Regions from separate parts of the Mus musculus genome. Here regions 1 and 2 are each linked to region 3. Evidence: chromatin contacts called from public HiChIP or PLAC-seq data. All regions are on one chromosome and are shown on one strand. Each heading gives the region's core, a stretch centred on a gene start, on an enhancer-like site or on the middle of the called end of the contact. The rest is flanking DNA. Distances are from core to core; before and after follow the strand shown.

Evidence for each region. HiChIP or PLAC-seq counts read pairs in DNA pulled down with a chosen protein or histone mark.
Region 1: a FOXA1 HiChIP or PLAC-seq map of pancreatic cancer cells shows a contact between it and region 3. The contact joins two enhancer-like sites. A contact is called at or near these places in 3 of 39 promoter capture datasets (the C10 cell line and stem cell-derived epiblast-like cells), 2 of 115 datasets of contacts at active chromatin or transcription factors (microglia and pancreatic cancer cells) and 2 of 9 other capture datasets (adipose tissue and liver).
Region 2: a contact with region 3 is called in a FOXA1 HiChIP or PLAC-seq map of pancreatic cancer cells. The contact joins two enhancer-like sites. A contact is called at or near these places in 1 of 15 datasets of contacts at CTCF or cohesin (the NIH/3T3 cell line), 1 of 484 Hi-C or Micro-C datasets (myocytes), 1 of 115 datasets of contacts at active chromatin or transcription factors (pancreatic cancer cells) and 1 of 9 other capture datasets (pancreatic islet).

What each region holds. Positions count from the first base shown.
Region 1 is chr5:63,825,782-63,829,311 of GRCm38.p6, forward strand. The region is part of intron 1 of 0610040J01Rik (RIKEN cDNA 0610040J01 gene); the gene reads left to right. Among named protein-coding and RNA genes, the nearest start is that of 0610040J01Rik, 15 kb to the left of the region's middle. Within about 2 kb of position 1,415, at least 99 of the 459 cell types and tissues checked have an H3K27ac peak or open chromatin away from gene starts, as enhancers often do. A contact at or near this core is called in adipose tissue and pancreatic cancer cells, where this site is marked.
Region 2 is chr5:64,387,611-64,391,346 of GRCm38.p6, forward strand. Gm43837 (a long non-coding RNA gene) reads left to right here. Exons shown (of 3, transcript XR_003955925.1): 3 at 2,119-2,265. Among named protein-coding and RNA genes, the nearest start is that of Gm43837, 12 kb to the left of the region's middle. Within about 2 kb of position 2,356, at least 114 of the 459 cell types and tissues checked have an H3K27ac peak or open chromatin away from gene starts, as enhancers often do. A contact at or near this core is called in myocytes and pancreatic cancer cells, where this site is marked.
Region 3 is chr5:64,111,122-64,114,702 of GRCm38.p6, forward strand. Pgm2 (phosphoglucomutase 2) reads left to right here. Exons shown (of 14, transcript NM_025700.3): 12 at 887-1,076. Among named protein-coding and RNA genes, the nearest start is that of Pgm2, 20 kb to the left of the region's middle. Within about 2 kb of position 1,475, at least 75 of the 459 cell types and tissues checked have an H3K27ac peak or open chromatin away from gene starts, as enhancers often do. A contact at or near this core is called in adipose tissue, myocytes and pancreatic cancer cells, where this site is marked.

The DNA.
Region 1 (3,530 bases), core at 165-2,664, 290 kb before region 3:
TGGACTTCCTTGTGTTTCTTAATATTCGAGATCAACAAACACCCAAGTGCCTTCTGTCCAATGTGTTGCTGTTGTTGTTCTTTTATAATGGTTTGAGAGTTAAGGTGGGGGGTGGTGGGGGGCAGAGGAGCCAATCACCTCGGAATGTAAAAGAAAGCAATATACTCTTGCTAGTCTCAGCTGGGACAGATCAAGAAACAGATCTTTGCCATGAAAGCACAGAGGGAGGGAAAGAGGGCACTGTACCTTTAAAATCTGGCTTCTGTTTTCATTTGTTTGCTTTGGGTGGCACATGGAAAAAAAATATTTGCCTACTGGACGATTACTAATCTTCATGTGCTTGCAAATTACTCTCTCCCCTAAAAAGGCGCAGTTAGTTCAGTGGTGCTTCGTGTTGGCTTTAAATGCTTGCAAGTAGAGAAGAGTTTGCTCCAAAATTGGCAGCATATTTTATACCTGAGAGTCGGGTCCTAGAGAAGATGCACTAGGGGCCCTTTAATAGCATGACTCTGTCAGAGCCCGTGCTGGACCTGTAGCTATAAATCGTGCTGGAGCCACCTTCGTCAAGGGCTCTCTTTATAAAGCACTTAGCAAAGTTTGAATGAACCCTAAAGAAATAAGACTTCCAACTTGCAAGGAGTTCTGGTTCACTCAACAAATATGCATTACACATTTCTTATATGTTGCATACATTAGAAGGTAGGTCAACCCTCCAGAGGACTTCCAATGCAGAATTTCGGTTTGCAAATAAAGTTTTTGAATACTAGCTCTTTACACATGTACGTGACCATTGGAGAACCAAAACTTTAGAAGATATCATTGCAATAGAGTCTACTGGGAGCCAAGAGCCACAATGTAGCCAGTTACCAGCAAGCCCTCTACCAACTGAGCTACACACCAGCCCCCAGTCCCCCAGTTCTGCAAGGGGTTTTACTGGCTGAAGTCAAAACAGAGATACAGAAATAAGGTGATTGGTGACAGCCAGGTATTACTGGGGTATGGCTTGATTAGTTGGCTTTCTCTGGTTGGATAAAACTCAAGGATGTATTACTTGCATATACTCCTAAAACTCCTTTGTCTTCTTACTGTAGGTTGTTCTGTGGGAACTGAAAGTGTAAACAAGCCCCGGGCTGTTAGCCTCCTGGTTATTTTGAGTTAACAGTACCCAACTGCAGACTTCCCATTTCCGGAGCACTAGCTACCTAGGACTTGTGCTCTGCTGACCCGGACACAGAAGTAAATGGTCTTTGTATTCCTCACTGGGCTATTCCTCATAGTCTCCCGAGACAGAGAACTTTGAGTCACCCTCAAAATGGAATGCAAATTGTGCTTCAAGGAGTGAGAGATGGAAGAGGTTATTAGAGCCCTAGGGGTCACTGTATGCCAGGAAGGAAGGGGGTGGGACTTCTCAGAGAAGCATGTTCTCAAAGCGGAGGAATGAGGAAGCTTTGAGTGGGGAAAGAGGTGGAGAGAACTGACTATAAATATTTAAATTCTGAAAAGCAGAAGAGACCGGGAACCCAGTTTCTAATAAGAGATGCCGGTGACTATCCCGGTAGCAGGCCTTCAGCCTAGTTTCTTTCACTGAAAATCAGGGTTTCTTCTCTGGTCAGTGATTGCTATGAACTGTCCTCTTGCTGGGGGCTGGGGGGGAGTGGGGAGGATTAGCATTCTCTCCTATGTCTGTCCTCTTGAGTGCTGACCTCTAGGCTTGGCGGCCACTGTTGTGTTTTATTTAAAAAAAAAAAAATGAAGAGGAAGGGGTCTGTTTGGTGGAGGCATGGTATGGTGTGGGGGAAGGGGGAGTCTCTATGGGCCTATGCTGGGGCATCCCTTCCCCATGAGGTACCAGTCACATGATGGTATAGTGCGGTATAGAGTTTATTTAGGACATGCAGGGAGGAGTTGAGGGAGGAGAGAGAGAGAAAGAGAGAGAGAGGGAGAGGGAGAGGGAGAAAGAGATCAGCTGTGAGCACGTGGAGGGGGAGGGGAATGGTGAGAGACGGGGTAACAAGCAGGAGCAAGAGCAGGAGAGCAAGAGAGCAAGGAGGGGGCAAGTAGCTCCTTTTATAGTAAATGAGGCATACCTGGTTGTTTCCAGGTAACTGTGGGGCAGAGCCTAGAGGAAATGCCAACAGCCACAACCTTCTACCCTACCCAGGTCCACAGTGTAGCCACTCCTGAGTCAGCCCTACTGCCTTCCCTCCACTCTGCCCCGTGAGGCTGACCTTGAATAAGGTTAAAAACAAAAAAGCTAAACCTCCTCTGTGTATGTTCTTACTGCATCCCCCATTCTCTGGAATAAAGCACACCAACTCTAACTCTCTCTCTCTCTCTCTCTCTCTCTCTCTCTCTCTCTCTCTCCTGAGTTTCTAAACTCTAGCAAATAATAACAAAACACAACATAGGAGTCAACTCTCAATAAACACAAGTACATCTTTTTTAAAAGGAAAATAAAATCTAGAATGACCGTAGGCTCTAACTTTGGATGCTCTGGCTGCCTCTTTACTTGTTTCTCTTTGTATAGATTTGTTTTATTCTTTGGGAACTTCCTAGTGGTTTAATCACATCCATGTCCCTCTCCCAACTCCTCCCCAGTTCCTACACTCAAGTTCGTGGTTTGTTTGTTTGTTTTAATCTTCCAAGAGAAGTTTGTATCACCCCACTCTTCTTGACTGTGTGTGTAGTAGACTTGCCTGCACCTCCACTCTTAGAGAAAACTGCCTCTTCCAGCAGCTGTTACCAGTAGCTCCACAGCCAGGCGTAATATTATATGCATAGCTTCCTTCTCCATGGTGGGATCTGAGCTCAAACAGACTCTGTGTTGTTCTTAAAAATCCAAGTTAGGAACTGAAGCTGTGACTCAGCTGTAAAGAGCATTTGCCTGTGTGAGCCCCTGGTTTGGCACTGCTGAGAAATTGTTCTTCCTAGCTCCAAACTTCTCATTCACTTTTAATACCTGGATGCCCGTTCACTCAGTTTTCCACACTGTGCACAAGAATTTTCCCTGATCATAGGTCATGGTCATACTTCAGCCAAGACTATATAAAGTTCCGTGGTACATCTCCATCACAAGTCCTAATGATGTCTCTGTGGAGTCCTTTTTTTTTTTTTGCTTCTGTCACGTGGTCTGTTTTCCTCACAGCCTCGGCCCTTCTATGAGCAGTCTCTATTTCCCAACCACCCATCATCAAATGACCCTGAGGCTTTCGTCATAGAGGCAATACATGTGTTCTGGGCACAACTATAAGTTACCACTGAGGACAAGATAAGGTGTACAAGACACTCTCGAGTAGTGTCGACAGGAAACATGTTCATTGATTTGGGTCAGTTGGCTGGGCAGCTTGCGGAAGCTGGCAGAATTGTAAAGGACAAGAATTAGCTAATAGGGTGGACACAGGTGCAACTAGTGGGTCTTTTTTAAAGTTACTAGGCCCCCTGTTCAACCAAGTATAGGTGAAGAGAACTGAATCACAACTCCCTGATTACTCTGAGAAAATGACGTAAGAAAGTAACCCCAGCATTCTTGA
Region 2 (3,736 bases), core at 1,106-3,605, 280 kb after region 3:
AGACAAACCCTGCCTTGGAAACAAAACAACAGAAAAACCCAGCTTCACTTCAAAATTTAAAGACCTTAAAGAATACAGACAAATTCCTTCTGGAGATATAATAGAAATGACTTGAGATCTAATTCCCTATACAATCCCTGTCCTTGTCTGGAGCCTCTGAGCCTGTCCTTTGCCATCCGTGTTTCTGTCAGCATTCTGGGTCTTCTACATTTGGACCAGAATCATCCATTACATTCACAGCATGTCAGGGCTTCTCCAGTCCACTGCCCCAAACTTCCAAATTCCTTCCACAAATCATCTGCCAAAGTCTAAGCAGGATGACTTTGGGGTGTTCATAGAAGTCACCCTACTTCTCTGCTATCTGTTTTCTGTGTTTGTTACTTGAATATCACTCTGACCACTATCTCCAACAGAAATGGTAGAGGAGAGAGATGGTGGAGGAGAGAGATGGTGGAGGAGAGAGATGGTGGAGGAGAGTTTATGTTGGTTCTCGGGTTCAGAGGTTTCAGCTCATCACAGCAGGGAGGGAGTTGCAGAGCTCATGGCTGTCAGAGGAAGTTCTCAAGAGGCTCCATCTGCAGGAAGCAGAGAGCAGTCTCTGGAGGCCCTTTATTGAGTGATCACTACAGTCTATCGAAAGCTTTGCATTCTCTGCCCTTCCCTTCTCAATACCACATCTGACATAGGCAGATCCCAGCCAAGAGTGTGTTGATTAAAGTTTGTGTTTGGGGACTGAACACATGACTCCATAAGCAAGAGCGTTAAAAGACCAGAATTGGATCCCATGATGCACATAAAAAGCCAGGCATGGCTCTATGTGCACCTCTAACCCCAATGCTGAGAAGGGGGCTGGTGGAGAAGCAGAGACATACCATTCCACTTTGTGCTCCCGGCCGGTCACACACTTCCAGTCACCCACCAAGGGACTCTTTCATTGGCGAATGAAAGATACACACACACTAGCTTGTTTTTGAAATGCTGTGATTAGCTCAAAGGTTAGGCAGTGCTAAGCCTTTGCCTGCTACCCCAGGCCCAATAGGGAAGTGGGCAGTGGCCACTTACCAGAATTCTTACACTGCTCAGAGGCTCTCTCTGCCACAGCTCTAAATCTGAGCCATCTCTCAACTCATCTCAAGCCATCTCAGGCAATCCTCTGTCTCCACTTCTCTATCCCAAGCCCTCGCAAATCTAAGTGTCCCGGTCCATCTCCTTTTGCCCAACCATTGACTGCTAGCATCTTTATTGATCAATCAAAAACCAATTGGGGACAAGGTCCTTCAGCATTTGGACACACAGATTCCTGATTAAATCAAAGCATTAGAACCAATCCTCAATACATCAGTCCAGACACAGGTTCAGAGACCCTGTCTAGGAGGAATAAAAAGGAGAGTAATGGGACAAGATCCCAGGTGTCCTTATCTGACTTCTGCCTACATGCATAGATAGACATGTACACATGAACATACATGTGCACATACACGACACACAGATACAAAAGCCATGTTTTTCTTTAGTCTCAAAAAACCCTGAAAAATCCCAGAGGCTGCAAGTTGCTCCTGCTTGAAATCCATGGAGATCACTAAGGCTTCTCTGAGTCAGCTAGGAGTCTGAATGAGCTCAGAAAACCAGGAGCTAACTGTGAGGAGGTGGTAGGGAGGGGGTGTCAGGGTGGGAGGGTTGCCACTAGCTTCTGCAGGGGATGGGGAAGAGGAGAGAGTGGGGAGAATGGAAGGAGGGGACCATCCAGCAGCTGGCCCAGCTGTGTGGCCTGTGCTGTCCTCCCTTTCTGGCCCTCAATTGCTCTTTGAACAGCTCTGCATTTATGGCCACTTGGACAAGCCCCGGCATTGTTTGCCTCTAGTATCTAAGGTCAGAGGCCTTAGAGGAATGGCATGGTTCTATTTCCTTAAATAGTGACTTGGGAATGAAATGAGTAAGCGTGTCTTTAATTAGCCATACCCCAGAGGCCTGCGGGGGTGGGGGGGTCTGGTAGATGGTGGGCCCCCTGCCAAGATCAGCATTGTGAGGCTGGTATTTGGTCCAGGGTGTGGGGGGGGGGGGAGGGTTCAGTGCTATGCATTATTTACCCTCCCTCCTCATCTCCTATTGTCCTATCAGCCTCAACTCCAATTCTGTCCCCATGTCAACATGAAGGATGCCCCGGAGCTGGAGAGAGGAAAGAAGGGAGCCCTTTCTGAGCAACTACCACAGCCTAGGCACTGTGCCAGACACTGGAAAGGGCAAGGTCAAAGATGGAAGGATCGTGCGGAGGTGAGCCAATGAAGGCTGAGCCCAGGCCACCTAGTCCCACAGTGGTGATGCAGTTAAAGCATAAGGGTCCCTGGCACCAGGGGAGGTTTCAGAATTGCTGTATCCCCTTTACTGCATTTTTCACACTCTGTAACCACACCACAGAGCCACCCCTGCTACAATCTCCACCCTGTTTCTTTCTGTTGCTTCCAGAACCTGCCTGGGTTCTCTTTCCTCAAAACCTCCAGGGGGCTGCTAGGCATCTCTACACTCTTTCTTTCTTCTCTCTCTGAGAGAAAATCCCTTTCCAGCCTCCCTCTGCTTACAGCTACCTTTCCTTCTGTTTCTTCAGTTCTTGTTGTCGATGTCACAGAAAAGAAAATGATCATTCAGAAAGAACAAAGGGAGGAGGCAAAGGAGCCTGCAAAGGAGATGCTGATTGGCTGAAGGTTTAAGGATGCTGCAAGTGTGGAAGCCAAAGAGGGAGAAGTGCCTGAGACCACCGCCCAGACAGGAGCCATAGCTGACTGTGGAAGGGAGACTAGGAATAGCCACAAGAAAGAAATTTCCATTCAGAAGGAATGGAACGGGCAAAAGAATTTGGGAAGAAGTTGAGTGGTTAATCTACTCAGGTTTTACCTTCTGATGTTGATGTTTCTAAGAAATTGTGATTGCAGAAAGGGTCAGAACATTTTCTGTCTTCTCAGCTACTCAGATTGGAATTTCAGAGTCCACTTGGGCTGGCAGGCTGAGACAGACAGTATCCCCAGACCATGTCCCCCATACCCCTTCCCACAACTCCCCCCCGCCCCCCCGCCCGTACCATCTTCACCTCCAAGGAATGAGGGAACACCTTGGGCAGGTCTGGGCAGGGCAGGCCTGTTTTGCCCAGGTCAGCTGTGGTCGCCTCAGGAATGAGAAAGAAAGCCTGACTATAAACAAGACTTTTTCCACGATCCCTTGATGTGCGCTCCTTATGGGAGGCACAGGACGTCCAGAGCTCTCTTCTCAGTGTTTGGCTAGGGCTTACCTGGCTTCACGCTCTTCACTCTCCTCTACCTCTTGACCTCACATGCTGATTTGTGCTTCTGGGGTCTTACATAATATGTTATCCTGGAATCATGTTTTAAATGGTGCTTTGTGAAAATGGCATTGCTGGGGCTAATGCTGCACCACAAAGTAATCCCTGGAGATGCGGAGTGTGGTCCAGGGCCAGCAGCATCAACATCTCTTGGGAACTTGTTAGAGATACAGGCCCCAGGGTCCTACCTGTGGGTGGAGTACTGCCATCAGAATTTTAACAAGCCCTATGGTGGGTCTGACTTTTGAGCATGCTCCAATTAGGAAGGAAGCTATTTAATGCCAGGAGATGGAACCCTGGGTTTGTAGACTTACCAAGGAACCAAAAATACCATTTGTCTGCTGCAAGACCCTAGGCTTGTTGCACCAGAGGCAGAGATGTGATTTCTTAGCAAGCTAATGAACC
Region 3 (3,581 bases), core at 225-2,724:
AAGTAGGCATGGCTGGCTGGCATCTGCCTGTCTCATTCTCTATAGGCAGACACCTCCATACCCATTTCTTTGTATCTGGTTTCTTGGGATTTCTTGGGTTCTCATGCCTGTAAGGCAAGCACTTCACCGGCTGAGCTATCTCTTCTGCCCTGGACCTCTTTTTTGTCTTCTTTTAAAATGTATTCACCTTTATTTTATGTGTATGGGTGTTTCGACTGCATGTCTCCATGCACCGTGTGTATGCCTGGTGCCTGCAAAGGCCAGAAGAGGTCATCGGGTCTCCTGAAATTGCTATGATGTGTGTGAAGCTGCAGATGTTTGTGAACCACAATGAGGGAGCTGAGACTCAAACCTGGGTCCTCTGGAAAAGTAGCTCATGCTATTAATCACTGAGCCATCTCTTCAACCCCTTTACTTGTTTTTAACATTTATTTATTGTTTGTGTGTGTGTATGTGGTATGTGCATATGTGTGTGTGTGTATATCTATATCTCTCTACCTATCTCTCTCTCTCTCTCTCTCTCTCTCTATATATATATATATATATATATGTATATATATATATATATATTGTGTATATATGAGTGGGTACACACGTGCCACCAAACACATGGAAGTCAGAGGACAACTGAGGAATTGTTTCTCTCCTTTTATTATGTGTGTTCCAGGGATCCACTAAGGTTGCTATGCTTGGCAGCAATCACCCTTACCCACTGAAGCATCATGCCAGCCCCAGCTTCTTCTTTAATGTTAACTCATCTTTTTGAAGTTGGTTAGAGTTCCCTGTTTCACTCACTTTAGAGTGAGCTAGTTGGCACACATCTTGCCATACATTCTGCAGAATTTTTGTGGCTCATTTTGCTTACATTCATGGTTTCTTTTTATAGGTACGGCTATCATATTACCACAGCTTCATATTTTATCTGCCATGATCAGGGCACAATTCAAAACTTATTTGGAAACCTGAGAAACTATGACGGGAAGAATAATTATCCCAAAATGTGTGGCAAGTTTGAAATCTCTGCTATCAGGGACCTTACAACTGGCTATGATGATAGCCAGCCTGACAAGAAAGCTGTAAGTCACATTTACTTCTGTCAACTAATCTATTCTGTGTTCACCATTGCCTACCATTTGAATAGATTCCTTTATTTCCATGGTTGATTGAAAATTCAGGCTGGATGTGTATAGCTTGGGGGTAGGCTGCTTGCCTGGCACATGACAAGGCCTTGGGTTAGGCCCCTAGCATCAGATAAAGAATAAACAAATAAAATAGGATATGTGGGAAAAACTAGAAGCCATGAGTTAGAAATGCAAGTGATCTCACTAGTCATTTGATGACTAATGACATTCCAAGCCATCCTCCCACAGGCAAAGAAATGGTGACTCAGAAGGGCAGTGACTGGTCAGGGTCCAGGTGGAGGAGAAGCCTTTTGACTCTGGACCCAGCTTTTTCTCTTCACCAGAACACGTCACTCCAGAGAGTATCTGAGTCACCCACACCAAGAGGACGGGTGACTAACCAGAATTAGCCGGATATGATGACACATACCTATAAATCTTTAAATCCCTACACTTGGAGAACAAGACAGGAGCATCATAAGTCTGAGTTTGAGACCAGCTTGGGTTATTATGACATCCTGTCACAAGCAAACAGTGCTGAAAGCCACCCTGGAGTCTCTCATTGCGTAGCTCGGGGCTAAGAATGAAGAATTCGCATGTCTAATTAGATTCCAGATGACTCGAGACTGGTCCACTCTGGGGGAACCACTGATAAGTGGCTTTCTGATGTGTTTGGCCTTGTTCTCTGGTTGCATGTGGCCTAGCTGCAAATGTTTGCATCAGGATCTCCCTTAGAGCCAGAGGTAGCAGAAGTGTAGAGCCGGCCATGCCCAGGTTAGGAGGACAGCAGGAATATCCTGACGGAATTTTAGATGTCTTCCTTGATATTTACCTTTTTGTATTTTGTTTCAAATTTTTCATATGAACAGAATATATTTATAAGAGGTAAATGCTATTAGAAAGATTATAGTGAAGTGTGACATTTTATTGTCACACTGAGACAACCAACCACCTTTCCTCTCAATCGTTTCTCCTGCTGCTTGCCATGGAACTTTTTCCTGTCTCATGGAGATAAAGAATCCATGCATAGACTTCCTACATACAGAAGCCCTGTGCCTGGCGTCAGGAATCGTCCCTGAGCCTTGATTATGATGGTTAACCATTACCATGATCTGAGTTTCTCAGTAGCTTCTTCAGAGTCCTGCCCTTCTGTACATGAAAAGTTACGTTCCTATAACCAGTTAGGGTTATTTGTTTTGTATATGATTGTATCTTGGTTGTCTGGATTTTTATGCCAAATGTCACTAGTCCTCCCTAATAGTTCTCGGTGACATTTTTTTTACTGCTCCCAGGTCCCAGCTGTTATGTGGCCCCTGTCTGTGTCCATTGGTCTTCCTCCACCCCTCCATGCAGCTGGATCATCCTCTGGATTGAGCGCACAGCTGTCCTCCTCAGAATGCCGTTTGCCAAGGCTGAGACCCTCACTCCTGAACTCATGGCTTCTTCCTGTCTTCATTTTCCTACATCACATCTTCTAAGTGTTTTCTGGGACGGTGAAAGTAAAGCTGGGGAGGCCTCAGGGCTGAACATGTCTTGCCTTTCTCACATTCCCCAGCCTCAGAGTTTGAAAGCACTGTTCCATTACTGTCCGGTAACCAGACTCTATCTTCAGGATCTACTCATCTTTGTAGTGATGGATGTGTGATGCGTACAAAGACGTTAACACCGTTCTCGCCATTCTGTACAATTGACTTTGTCCCCTCGATGAAAAAATCTCTCTCTAAACGCAGTGTTCTAAATTGTCACAGTATGTTGGTTAGCATTTCTCTTTGTTCAGTGTTGTGGTTACTTTTTAAGTGTGACAGACTTTTTGGCACTGCAACAAAATACCAAAGAGAAGCAGTTTAAAAGAGAAAAGGTTTATTGCTTCATTGGTTCAGTTGGTGGTCATGTGACTCTGTTGCTCTTAGGCCCGTGGCACTGTAGAAGTCTGACAAAGATGGGCATGGTAGAAAGAAGCCATTCACTCTGCTCACTTTACAGACAAGAAGCAGAAAGAATACAGCGAGGCCAAGTTCTATATATATACCTCAAAGACAGGTTCCCAGAGACCCACTTCCTCCAATAGCCCACACCTTCCACAGTTCTACACCTCAGGACTCTACTAAGTAAAGAATGCATTATCAATGCATTAAGCCATTGATTAGGTCAGAGTCCACATGGCCTGGGTTTATCAGGAAATGCCCTTGGAGACAAGCCCGGAGTGTGCTGTGTCGCTCTTCCAGTAGGCACGTGTTAGCCTAATCCACTCATCATGCTGGGCCTCTGCTCTGGGTTTCCTTTAGGTCTCAGTTTTCTTGGTGAGATGTCAAGAAAGGGAGATTGTTGACTGTTTTCTCGAAGAGTCCTTAGGTAGACGCTTGCTCTCCGGGGCTGGTGGCCTTTCTTCTTAATTTCTATCTTCTTTTCCTATTCTTCCTCTTTTGAGGAGTTTTTCTAATTTTAACTTTTGGTGTTCCT